Regions from separate parts of the Danio rerio genome. Here region 2 is linked to region 1. A link is a contact called in public Hi-C data. All regions are on one chromosome and are shown on one strand. Each heading gives the region's core, a stretch centred on a gene start, on an enhancer-like site or on the middle of the called end of the contact. The rest is flanking DNA. Distances are from core to core; before and after follow the strand shown. Region 1 overlaps LOC141378827 (a long non-coding RNA gene). Region 2 overlaps bcar1 (BCAR1 scaffold protein, Cas family member).

Region 1 (6,530 bases), core at 2,171-4,670:
GGTTGCAGGCGTCGGGGTGAATGTGTTTGGGGAGAATAGGGTTGTGTGTGTGGCACAGATAAATGTTGTGCTGGCGTGAGTGATGAGCAGGTCAGAGGTGACGACGCATGCAGGATCAGCGGTGTGTGACCCGAGCTGATGGATGACGGTTAGAGAATGTGGGACGAGTCTGTTATCAGAAGAGCTGGACAAGGCTGATCCGTCTGCACTCACTTCAGTGGTGTCAGTGTGGAGTGTGTGCGTTGGAATTTAGAGCTTTTGTTAGTCCTGTGCAAATTTGGATGTGGAATATTAACACAAACTTCCATATGGACTCTTTTCACAAGCATGTTATGATGTGTTAAACGGTCATCAGCATCTTAAATCCTTGAAAGTTCTTAATGTATTTTTTTAATGTGTGAACATTTTTATGTATATATGTATTAAGTCATCTTTTTTTTATTTTACAACAATTGAATTACGGCTTGTGCAAGGTGTTTCTAGTGCAGTGTCTATAGGGCAGGACAGTAATTTTGAAGTTGTTCTCTAATCTGGCTGCCGTTATCAGTCTCACACTATTTTTTCCCTTTTTTCTGAAAGTCTTTATGACACCATCATGGGGTTTGTCTTTTATTATTTGAGCAAATAAGATTGTAAAAATGATTTGTTGTACTTTCCCATTCACTGCGCTTAAAGTTTTCCCAACTATGATGACTTCCGCTACTGAGAATCCCAGAAATGTGAAAAGGGCCTGAGCCGTTCATTATCAGTGGTTTGGCAGACTATTTATAAGGGGCAGTGCTTGTAAATGTTTAGAAATGTAAAGAATATGACATATTTTCAAAGTCATTAGCATCTTGGAATTATGGAGCTGACAGGAGACCCAGATGTGATTTTGATGGTAAACAAATATTTTTGGTGTAGATTTACAGTATACGTTTTTGTTATGGGAATGTGGCAGTTTTTAAAATTATTATTGAACGCTGGGTTTAGAAATATTGTGAAATATTAGTGAACTACATCAACAAGGATCAAAAATATAATAGTTCCTTAAAATAATTGCTTACATTTATATAGCACTTTTCCAGAGATTCAAATCGCTTTACACATTGGGGAGAATCTCCTCATCAACCACCAGTGTGCAGCATCCACCTGGAATATGTGACTGCAGCCATATTGTGCCAGACTGCACACCACACACCAGCTGATTGGTGGAGAGGAGTCAGAGTGATGATGCCAAATACAATATATAGGGATGGTTAGGAGGTCAAGATGGACAGAAGCCAGTGGGCAAATTTGGCCAGGATACTGGGGTTAAATCCCTACTATTTTTTAAAAGACATACTGGGATTTTTAATGACCACAGAGAGTCATGGCCTCAAATTAATGTCTCATCTTAAAGACGGCAGTAAAAAATTACTAAACATTGAAACACGATTGTAATTTATATTTTAAAATAAACTATTTATTTTAATTTATTTATTAGTTCATGTTAAAGGTTAAGTATAAGTATATGTTACAATTCAATTAATTCCTGTAATGTAAAAGTGAAATTTCAGCATCATTATGCCACCCTTCAGGCAGTATCACACAACCCTTCAGAAATCATTCTCATATGCTGTAAGCATGCTTATTAATATTATCAGTTTTGAAAAATAAAGTTAAAAAAACTAATTCTTAAATCTTTTTAATTCAGTCTTCTTTAAATAAATTATTTAAAAATATGTTATAATTGTAATAAAACGTTATAATAATATTTATTTAAATTTTGAATTTAACACATTTTGTTGAATTTAAGTTACATTGCATCTACATGCCAACTAATTCTCAAGTAAGATTCTAAGTAGACTGTTAGGTTAGGGTTAGGGTTAGTATAAGTTGACATGTATTTGCAGTCAGTTAAATGTCTGTTGAAGGAGCAGTATCAACAGATATTAAGCAGACAGTCCACTAATACTTAAATAAAAAGTAAATGGCATGTAGTTGCAATGCAACGTTCAGTCAACAAAATGCGCAATAGGGACCATCAAAAAAAGTCTTACTAAAGTTTATATTAAGTTCACCTTGGCTAAAGTATTAATAAAAGTCTTCATTTGAAATTCATTCATTTTCTTTTTAGCTTAGTCCCTTTATTAATCAGGGGTTGCCACAGTGGAATGAACCGTCAACTTATCCTGCACATGTTTTATGCAGCGGATGCCCTTCCAGCTGCAACCCATCTCTGGGAAACATCCATACACACTTATTCACACTCATACACTACGGACAATTTAGCTCATCCAATTTACCTTTACCGCATGTCTTTGGACTGTGGGGAAAACCGGAGCACGCAGAGGAAACCTACGTGAACACGGGGAGAACATACATATTAACACACACAGAAACACCAACTGACCCAGCCGAGGCATGAACCAGCAACCTTCTTGCTGTGAGGCGACAGTACTACCTATTACGCCACCACGTCACCCTTAAAATTATTGAATGAAAGTATTTGAAAGGTTTTTTATATTAACTGAAGAATGAATATATTTCTGAGTGTTGTGTTTAATTTCATATGGTATTTTATTTATAATTAAATAAATAAACATAATAATGGAGTGCATTTTTGTTTATAATGTCCTTAATGAAAATCTCAAATTGTAGAAAATTATTTGTCCACCACTGACAGATAAAACTGCAAATATGCTACATGTTATAGACAATATATTATACGATATTAATATATTCATTCATTCATTTTCTTGTCGGCTTAGTCCCTTCATTAATCCGGGTTTGCACACAGCGGAATGAACCGCCAACCCATCCAGCAATTTTCTACGCAGCGGATGCCCTTCCAGCCGTAACACATCCCTGGGAATCATCCACACACACATTCACACAAACACTCATACACTACGGACAATTTAGTCTACCCAATTCACCTGTACCGCATGTCTTTGGACTGTGGGTGAATCCGGAGCACCCAAAGGAAATCCACGCGAAGGCAGGGAGAACATGCAAACTCCACACAGAAACGCCAACTGAGCCGAGGTTCGACCCAGCGACCTTCTTGCTGTGAGGCGACAGCACTACATACTGCGCCACTGCCTCCCATATTAATATATTTTCTCACTAAATTATTTTCCAACATTGTTTTGCCAGTCCAACATCCAAAAGGTATTCTGCTATACTTTTCCAAATAAACAACTTGTGACTGCAGTATATTGTTTTTAATGACTGCAATGTGGATCTGACTTACTTTGGTCCTAAGTGGGCCACGTACAGTGGTTTTGCTGCTGTTTAGATTGCACACATTGTACGACAGATTGTAACACATCACTCTAATATGTCCCTGAGCCATTATCTGTCTACCCTGTCCCAACCTTTTTATCCTCTCCTCAGTTCTGTGTTGTCTGTTCCTTCTTTTGGTGTTCTGCGACAGGCGGATGGAGTCTGACACACGCTGATGATGCGTGATCATGGCTCGAGGCTGATGACATCATCAGGGGTGGTGTTAGTGTTTGTATGTGTGCGGATGATGTTGGACCTTTGGGACTCTTCAGCTCACAGGTCTCTGGCTGTGGAAGGGGGATGAAGATATAAAATGCTATGGATGCAGTAAAGAACACCAGTCCTTATCTTTTGTGGCCATCATCTGGGTTTTTATGTCCTTAACCTTCCGGAGAGAGATAAAAATGGCACCTGTTCATTTTAGGTCATATGTATGTGTACATTTTTTTTTCCCTTGAGGTACGTTTAAAATGTGTTTAAAATTCTTATTAAATATCTGTCTGATTGCAGGTGACTTGGTGGATCAGTGGTTAGCACTGTCTCCTCTTGGCATTTCTGTGTGGAGTTTGCATGTTCTCCCTGTGTTCATGTGGGATTCCTCGGGATGCAACATTTTCACACGCAGTTCAAAGACTATTGGGGAAATGGATAAAATAAATTGGACATAGTGTATGAGTGTATGTGTGAGTCGAGATTGTCAGGGTGTTTTCCAATAGTGGGTTATGGAAGGGCATTATATGCATAAAACATATGCTAGAATATTTGGCAGTTAATTCCGCTGTGGCGACCCCTGACAAATGAGGGACTTCCCAATGGAAAATTATTGAATGAATAAATGAATGACTGCATAAAATCCAGACAATCAACAGAGGTTTAAACTTCTGCAATTTAAATATATCATTATAAGTGTATACATAGCTCCAGAAATTCTTCACAAATTTAACCCCAACAATCCTGATCATGACAATATAGAGATAGGAACGTTATATCATTGTTTATGGAAGTGTCCCCAAGTTGAACATTTTTGTGAAAAACATTTTATCTAGTGTTTTGAAACAGAATATTCTCAAATTACCTGAACTATAGACACTAAATATTTTCCCTGTAACATGCACTTTTACTAGCTCAGATAAGGTAATGTTGATTTTCTGTTTATTACATACAAAACTTACTGTAACTCGTTATTGGAAAAATACAGAATGAACCCATTTTAAATAATGGCTACAAGAATTGTCCCAGTATAAAGTTTTATTGTTTTTCAAAATATGGAATCCTTTCTTAGGATTTTTGAAGGAAGCTGATATGAATCTATTGTCTGAATAACTTGTTATATAATGTATCACCTGTTATTAACGAGCTATTATTTCAATATATTTTATACAGCAGGGTATATATTCATCCCCCTTCCACAGGCAGAGACCTGCAAGCTAAAGAGTCCCAAATGTCCAACATCATCCACACATACACACACAAACACCCTACAGCATTCCCCTCCTCTGCTTTTTTTATCCTTCAGTTAATGTTCATAAAGTCAATAAAGACAGTTTTTAGACACATTTTTAACTATTTGCAAAATAGCTGTTATTAGAAAAACTATTTGTAACCTTTTTTACTGTAAATTAGTATTACAATATTATTTGCACTAATTGCATCTTATTAGACTTATGAAGGGTGGCATTTCTGTATGGAGTTTGCATGATCTATCCTTGTTGGTGTGGGTTTCGTCCGCGTGCTACGGTTTCAATCCAGGCTCATTCTGATTACGTACTCCTAAATACATTTCTGGAGAGAGCAAAATACATCACAGGAGCCATGTTTTTTTTTCTTTTTCTTTTTTGCAGATTTTGGTTTCACAAGTCCGCCCCTGTGTGCTTTTTTTTCAGTTCTTAAATTTCTCTCGCAAGTGCCATTCATGCCTGCTCTTCTCACTTAAATCTACCAGAAGCCAGTGTCAACTGACTAATTGACCAACCAACTGATGTCACATCCCACCCCCTTCCCTAAACCCAACCAATAATGTTTTAAAAAGCACCGTCTGACCAGCACCCACCTCCTTCTCTAAATCCAACTGCAAGGTTTTGAAAAGCAATCCAGAAAAAGAAAAGCCCTTTCAACTGCCTGATTTTTACCATGTTTTCAGATTTTACCTCAATCTGACCCATACTTGTTTATTTTATTTTTTAGCTTTTGTTTTGTCTTACCTACTTTCTAGAATCATTCTTCACCAGACTTGAACCTCATTAACGTGGTCAACTCTGCTTTGCATCTCAAGTCTGCCGACATGTGTGTCGAACTACCGGACAAACTGGTTACAGCGGAAAAGCCATCCATACAGAGGTCAGCGAAGAAAAGGCATAATACCGCCCAGTATCGTTCATTTTTAAAGATGAAATGCAGCCATACATAGCTTTGGCTTCATAATTCACAATCTTAAGAAATGCATATGGGGCTACGTTTTCATAATTAACTTACGTTGGTCCAAAGACATGCACAATAACTGAATTAAATAAACAAAATTGGCCATAGTGTATGAGTGTGTGTGTGTGTGTGTGTGTATGTGTGAGTGTATGGTATTTCCCAGTACTCGGTTGCAGCTGGAAGGGCAATCTCTGCGTAAAACATATCCTGGAATAGTTGGCGGTTCATTCCGCTGTGGCGACCTGTTCACATAAGTCAAGCCAAGTCTACTACATTTGTAATCTTTTAAAATGAACACAAACTGTGTCATTTGTGCGATTACATTGTTTCATGTGAAAGTGTATGCAAGAGAAAGAATGTACAGCTGTGTCAACAACAGGTTGATTCATCAAAGCCTCATCGCGTGTTTTACCTGTGCGGACAGGACCATCGCCCTGTTTCCACGGCGACCCCAATCAGATACGAGCAACTCAGTGCAAGCATGAAAACAAAAAAATAACACATTCAGTACAGGAAACACTATGACTGCATATCGCCATAGGGTATATGTTTCATATGGACCTGTATCTTCCAAGACTGATAAGATAAGCCAGAACTGAGAGGAAAAAACAGTGTGGAATGTGGAGTGTTTAGTCGTAGGAACACATAGTAATTACTGGATTGAACCAAGCGTGTCTCTAGTGAGTGAGAACAGGATCCAACAGGTCAGGAATGAGCCACGGCAGCAGGGAAGCCTTATAGCACACGATCGCACAATGAATAGATTTGCATATGAATGCATTCTCTCTAGAGCATCCTCATTATTACTCTACAACACTTGATTTCAGTCAAAAAGCACAGATTTATTGTGTCACATCACATGT
Region 2 (6,530 bases), core at 2,869-5,368, 110 kb after region 1:
ATTTATTCGTCAGGTATGGCAACCAAAATCCAACGTCTGATAGACATCATAGTGGTAATGTCCACACAACATCAAGCTGTAAGATCATTAGACGTTGATATTTGGTTGATTTTTAGGTTGGACGTTGAACTTTGACATTGATCTGACGTTGGGTTCTGACATTAACCTGATTTGGAGTACAACGTCAATGTGATGTCATATTGATGTCTTGTGCCAGCAGAGTATGTTTGCCCATCCTACCAAATGGAATTTACTCTCAACTGTGCGTGCATTAATAAACAAAAGTATACTTTTGCTAGTTTCCCAGTGATGGGTTGCAGCTGGAAGGGCATCCACTACATACATGTAAAACATCTGTTGGAGAAGCTGGCGGTTCATTCCACTATGGTGAACCCTGATTAATAAAGGGACTAAGTTGAAAAGAAAATGAATGAATACTTTTGCTATAGCAAGTTTTGCCACGATGCTGAATTCGATTGCTTGGTTTCTCACACCAACAAAGAATGCTGCAAGCTAAACCAGCCAGTTCAAAATCGCTCCAAATATTGCTTGTAATAAATCGGCGTCTCTCCGATTAGAGTGATAGGAAGGGAGAAAAAGCTAGACGTTTAATCAAATGGAGCTGGCACGGCTGCTGCTGGATGCTCAATGAGAGCTTTTGGTATTCATGGTTTCTCTTGCCTCAGTCTCTGGCTGCAGGCTCTCCTGAGGGCACACAACAGATTGAGAGCCATTGTTTGGCCAGCATTATAAATGCTAATGGTGTTTGTGTAAGGGTGTGTGTATGTGTGGTTGCTGCAGTATTGATTGATAGAAGTGTAGAGTAGACATGACTTCAGAACACTGGGATAGTTCTGTGTGAATTTACGGTCGTAGCTTGAGGTGTAAATTGTTTAAATCTGTGGATTGCTGATGATTGCAGAACTCGCCGATATACAGAAACAGTTTCATTTTTAACTAGAGCATTTCACTTTGCATGTGACATATTTCTGTTGTAAATAATTATTATTTTTGGCAGCATATATTTCTATGGAGTCATCAGGAGCCCGGGGGAGTAATAAATGATGAAGTAATAGTATATTATGCTTGAAATGTGACATTTTATTTGTACATAAAAAAAAAAACATCTTGTAGAAAATGAAGTCTAACAGCTGCATTTGTAATGATAGACATTTTCGGCTATTACCACCCTTAGAGGGCAGTTTGTGAACCACTGGTTTAAATTATTAATGGCTTAGTATTAAACTGAAAAGTGTGTGTGACAGTCTTTCTTAGATGAGATTACACTTCATTTTCATCCAAATTCCCACAACCTCATTTCACCCACATCAGATGCAGTAATGGAAAGAATCACACTTTAATGGCTGCTAGCACTATAAAACATTTACTGGGTTTTAATTCTTTGCTAACATTCAAGCCCTTTGTGTGTGTGTGTGTGTGTGTGTGTGTGTGTGTGTGTGTGTGTGTGTGTGTGTGTGTGCGTGTGGTTATTGTTTCTTGTTTGGATCAAGTGCTGTAGGCATTATTTGATATTTATATCAGTTGTCAAAGGTCTGACAGAGCGTTAAGGCAGGAAGTCACACTTCATTTTTAGCATGTTCTGAAACTCGAGTCAGCGCTACTGCTGTATTTATAAGAGCTCATGCATCTGAGAGTCTATGGGTTTTCTTAAATATACATCTCGGGGCAACCTCATTTGTTAGAATAACTTATAAATAAACACGTTTTTAGTTTTCTAAAATATTTTTCTTTGCAGCTAGATCTAGGGTCTCTGTATTGTACTTATATACGCTATATTATTATGAATATAGGCCTATATATAGATAGATAGACAGACAGACAGCCGATAGATAGATAGATAGATAGATAGATAGATAGATAGATAGATAGATAGATAGATAGATAGATAGATAGATAGATAGATAGATAGATAGATAGATAGATAGATAGATAGATAGATAGATAGATTAATGAAAACTTTTATTCGGCAAGAACTATTTAAATAGTTTCAAAGGCACATTCATAATGTTACAAAATATTTCCATTTTGAATTAACTCTTTTGAGCTTCCTGTTCATCCTGAAAAAAACAACAACATCAAAATATCCACAGGAAATGGCAGAAACAATTTTGCCAGTTTAGTTTGCCATAGCACAACATTCCTAATAACTTGTATGGTTTCCCTTGTGAATATGATCACAGGGTTTTCTTATCATATTTTGGGTAGAATAATTCATTTGCCATATTTTGGCAGTTGATGCGTGTCATAAATATATATCAGATGTCATTGTTTATGCTCATCTCCTGTATTTTTACATTGAATTTAAATTGTATTTTAAACGATGTTTGTGATGTTATTTTATCCCGTGAAGTACTTTAAAATGTGCAATTTTCATTCGGTCTTTGACGTAATCTCAAATAGAGTTAACTTTGTAACAAAGGTTCGGCAGTGGAACCTCACCTCAATTTACCTCTTAAACCAATCACTTACTCCCTAAAACTTATTTAAGGCAGACCAGCCCTCTAGCACTGTTCTTCTCGTTCTCTCAAACCCAACCTCCCTCCCTTTATTCCTTTGCTTCCCATAAACTATCCTTATAACCCTCTCTTCCCTCCTGGGTTGAATCAGGGCGTCCAATCACTCTACCAAAATATAACAGAGATGGTACCCCCACTCTGAGTCTCTGGGCATTATCGTAGGACACCCGATCAACCTACCTATCTGTTCACTGTTTATCCTCTTACTTCCCTTCAACTTCATCCCACTGTTCCCTTACCATCTCTTTCATCCCTACAATAAAGTCTAGCTCAAAGTATGGCATGGTCCTTGTTGGTGAACTAAAACATAAAGACAGGGCAGAACATCTAGAAGCTCCTCCCCCCCCTTTTTTTTTTTTTTTTTTTTTACAAAACAGCCAATAGCATTTCATTTTGACCACAGCTCTGCCAGTGAGAATGGTTGAGCTCAAATGCATCAAATGAAAATCTAATGAGAAGCGCCTTAAAGGGGGCGAGACATGTCAGATACTAGAGAGCATTTGATTGATCAGAGAATATAAAAAGAAACTGAAGTGATGTCAAAAAAGTTTATCTGTTTAGAAGTGACAAACCGAAGACTTGGGTTGTTTATATCTTCTAAATTTGAGTTTTGTCAATGTTTTGGTGCACTCTAGCTTATAGATATCCTTAAAATTAACATACTGACATGTAACATCTAAAAGAATTTTTTTAATAAGGCCTTTAAGAGCTTAAGAGCAACTTACAAGACAATTCTAGCATCTACTGTCCTAGAACCCTTAAACATTACTGTGTATTCCAGTGACATAAATCACAGAAGCAATTATAGCAGTGTAGTTTGCCACATCATAACATTCCTAATAACATAACAAAAGCTTCTATCATATTCACATCAGCCTGACCACCGAGCCACTGTAGAGGTAGCAGACTGAAAGAGAGCGATTGTAGGTGAAGGTGGAGGTCAGCGTCTCTGCAGAACTGCTGATTTCCTCCAGCTGTTGCTGTCTGAGGTCGTGCTCCTGTAATCTCTCCACATCAGTGTGAATGTGTCCCCTATTGAGTGTACCTGTGCTCCTTTTGACCCCCATTCATCCAAGTGCCTCGATTCCAAATCTGCTCTAACATGCACAAAAAAATAAGGGAAGTAAAAAATGGTTCAAAGTTTCTATGAGGTAGAGAAAAACCAAGGGCTCTGAAAAACAAATCAATAAAATGGGCAGAAACATAATTCAATTCAAGCCGGATCTACTTCTTGTCATGTATTTATGTCTTAAATTTAAATATGTGTGTCTTTTTTTGACCCTGTACTCTCTCTGTGCCACAGGTTTATGATACTCCTCCTATGGCAATGAAAGGCCCACCCAGTGGTCAGGAAATCTACGACACTCCACCTAGTGTGGATAAGAGCCAGCTGCACTACCAACAAACGGTACCCATCCATCTTTTTCATATTTATCTTATTTGCATATTTGATCTGCACATTAATGGGTGCTTAAGAGATCTGAATTGCCTGAAACAAAATGCCACAAGTCTCTAATACATGCAGAAAGGATTGTGTAAGTGATTGCTACTTTTAGCCAGACTTGGCAACTGTATTACTGTTGACCGCCAGCTTCAAACACATGCTGCCCCTCCTAAACTCTACCCACTAATGACATCTCAGCCAATCTGACGACAGCAAATCATACAGCGTTAAATGATTCACAAGCAGAAATATTTTCTGATTGGCTAGTCAGTCAAACACAACACCTGTTTCATTTATATCTAGGAAGAATAATGTCAGCCCCCTCCCCCAACACAGCATCCAAAAGAAACAACAACCTTGCAGCACTATCAAATAGTGTTTAATTTTTTTAACAGTTCTAGACTGAACAAAATGATGTGAAACAAATTTCACTCATAAATTGCTAGTGTGTTTTACATCAAGTAGCATATTTAAGATTGAACGTGTATTCCTTGCACAAAAAATCTGAAATTGTACACACAGTCACATTGATTCATACCACATTTAGGTAGCGTGTTTGATTTGCAATATACTGGCAGTTAACACTGAGCATATGTTAGATATTTAATTGTTCATGCACATTTCCTGTTTAGTGGTCCCTTATTAATCGTGAGAGTTACGTTCTAAAAATAACCCGCAATAGGGGAAATCCGTAAAGTAGTCAGCTTTATGTTTTACATTTTAGATGTTTTAAGGCTCTAAAACCCCTCACTACACACTTTATACACTTTTCTAAGAGAGGCATTAACATTTTCACACTTATTTCTCTTGTTTAAAAACGCAAAGTTCAAACCTTCGTCCAGTACTATAGAATAAATCCAACTGCAGTAACTGATCCACAAAACTAAAGCAGACTCCTTACGGTGGTCTTGTTGTGGACAGTTACAACCCTTTTGCATCCTTGTTGAACTTTATTTCTGCTGTCGTCCATATGTTACTTTTTTCCTTCTTTATGTTACTTCATTTATTCCGTAATGGCGCCTTACAGCCGCATAACTTCTATCCTTGTTTTAGCATGTCCAGAAGTCCAACTTTTAGTTCGATGGTTAGCATCTTCCTTTTGAGTGCCTTTGATGGTGCTGAATGTTTCGTCAACATTTGTGGGGTTTGTTGGGGAGAAATACTCCAAACATACAGTACAGCACTTAAGAGTCACACTGCTAGTGATCAAAGATTTATGTACATTTGGCAAGCTGAACGCATTCTTTACTGTACAGGAGACACGGCATGGAGAAGATTGATTGACAATGGTCTAAATACATCTGTCATAGGGTGCAGAACACAATGCACCAATCAGGACGCAGAACACACTGAAAACATCAGTGAAACTACAAGGCTGCGAAAATGTGAACCGCATCATAGCGAGGGACCACTGTATTTTTACATTAATTAATGCTTGCTAACATCTAATGCTTGAAATAATATTTAACTGTTGCATAATTGAAGTTTTAAAGATCAACTCTTTGGCAAATCTCAAATGCAATCCGTTTGTTCATTTATATATGTTTTTATATTATAAGGGTGTAACACCTAAATTCCCTTGAAACCTTTAAAATGGCTTACACTCAACTTATATGAACCAAAAATGTAACAATCAGATCACTAATGACTTCAGTTATGATTATAGGAGGCTTGTTTTGGTAAACACATTATTTCTTTTTACAGGTATATGACATTCCTCCATCTGTCAGCAAAGACGTTCCAGATGGTCCAATCAGGGAGGAAACGTACGACGTTCCTCCTCATTTTGCCAAGATGAAGAGCCTGGAGAATCAGAACCAAGCCTATCTGTCTCAGATCCCTGGCGGTCCCGAGCCTCCCATACCAGAGGATGTCTATGATGTTCCTCCTCCTCAGCTAATAGGAAAACGACAGCCTGAGGGCCAGGAGATCTACGACATCCCTGCCAGCCTGCGAAAAGGTGGCCCACAGGACCACCACCCCACAGATGTGTACGACTTCCCTCGTGAGCGCCCAGCAGGCGAAGATTCAGGCGATTACGTGTATGATGTGCCTCCACAGGTGGTCCGTGATGCAGCGGCCACCGAGGAGCTCACGGTCAGCTTCAAACGGCTGTCAGCGTCCAGCACTGGAAGCACTCGCAGTAATCTCTCCACGTCCTCTTTAGACATGGTGCCAGTGCGGGAATCTTCTGGGCCAGGTCGCTTGCTGCTCCTGGATCTGGACCAGGCTATGGAGCGTCTGTCCCGTCATCAACAGGCTGTGGAGAGCTCCGTTTCTCTCCTCATGTCGTTCATCAGTGGAAACTGGCGCAGCTCCACTCAGATGGAGTCCAACCTCCCTGCCATCCGACAGGCCGTGGACCGCATCCGTGTGGCAGTCAGGGACCTGCTGGAATTCGCTAGAGGTGCTGTAGCCAATGCCACCCAGGCCACCGACCGCACACTGCAGACCAAGCTTGGCAAGCAGGTGCAGAAGATGGAGGAGGCCTTCCAAGGTCTGGTGAGGTACAGTCAGGCACTGGACACTTTGGGCTGGTCCCCTGCAGC

Evidence for each region. A called contact is a pair of places that touch in the nucleus more often than the background predicts.
Region 2: a Hi-C map of embryo shows a contact between it and region 1, with 1.7 times the contacts expected there. The contact joins two enhancer-like sites. A contact is called at or near these places in 2 of 18 Hi-C or Micro-C datasets (caudal fin and embryo).

Annotation. Positions count from the first base shown.
Region 1 is chr18:23,955,166-23,961,695 of GRCz12tu, forward strand. It overlaps LOC141378827 (a long non-coding RNA gene), which reads right to left. Exons shown (of 3, transcript XR_012394312.1): 2 at 5,910-6,530; 3 at 4,365-4,557. It also overlaps a transcript of bcar1 not described here. Among named protein-coding and RNA genes, the nearest start is that of si:dkey-11d18.2, 14 kb to the left of the region's middle. Within about 2 kb of position 3,421, at least 3 of the 62 cell types and tissues checked have an H3K27ac peak or open chromatin away from gene starts, as enhancers often do.
Region 2 is chr18:24,065,398-24,071,927 of GRCz12tu, forward strand. bcar1 (BCAR1 scaffold protein, Cas family member) reads left to right here. Exons shown (of 7, transcript NM_001135133.2): 4 at 3,841-3,945; 5 at 5,686-6,530. Among named protein-coding and RNA genes, the nearest start is that of nudt21, 58 kb to the right of the region's middle. Within about 2 kb of position 4,119, at least 7 of the 62 cell types and tissues checked have an H3K27ac peak or open chromatin away from gene starts, as enhancers often do.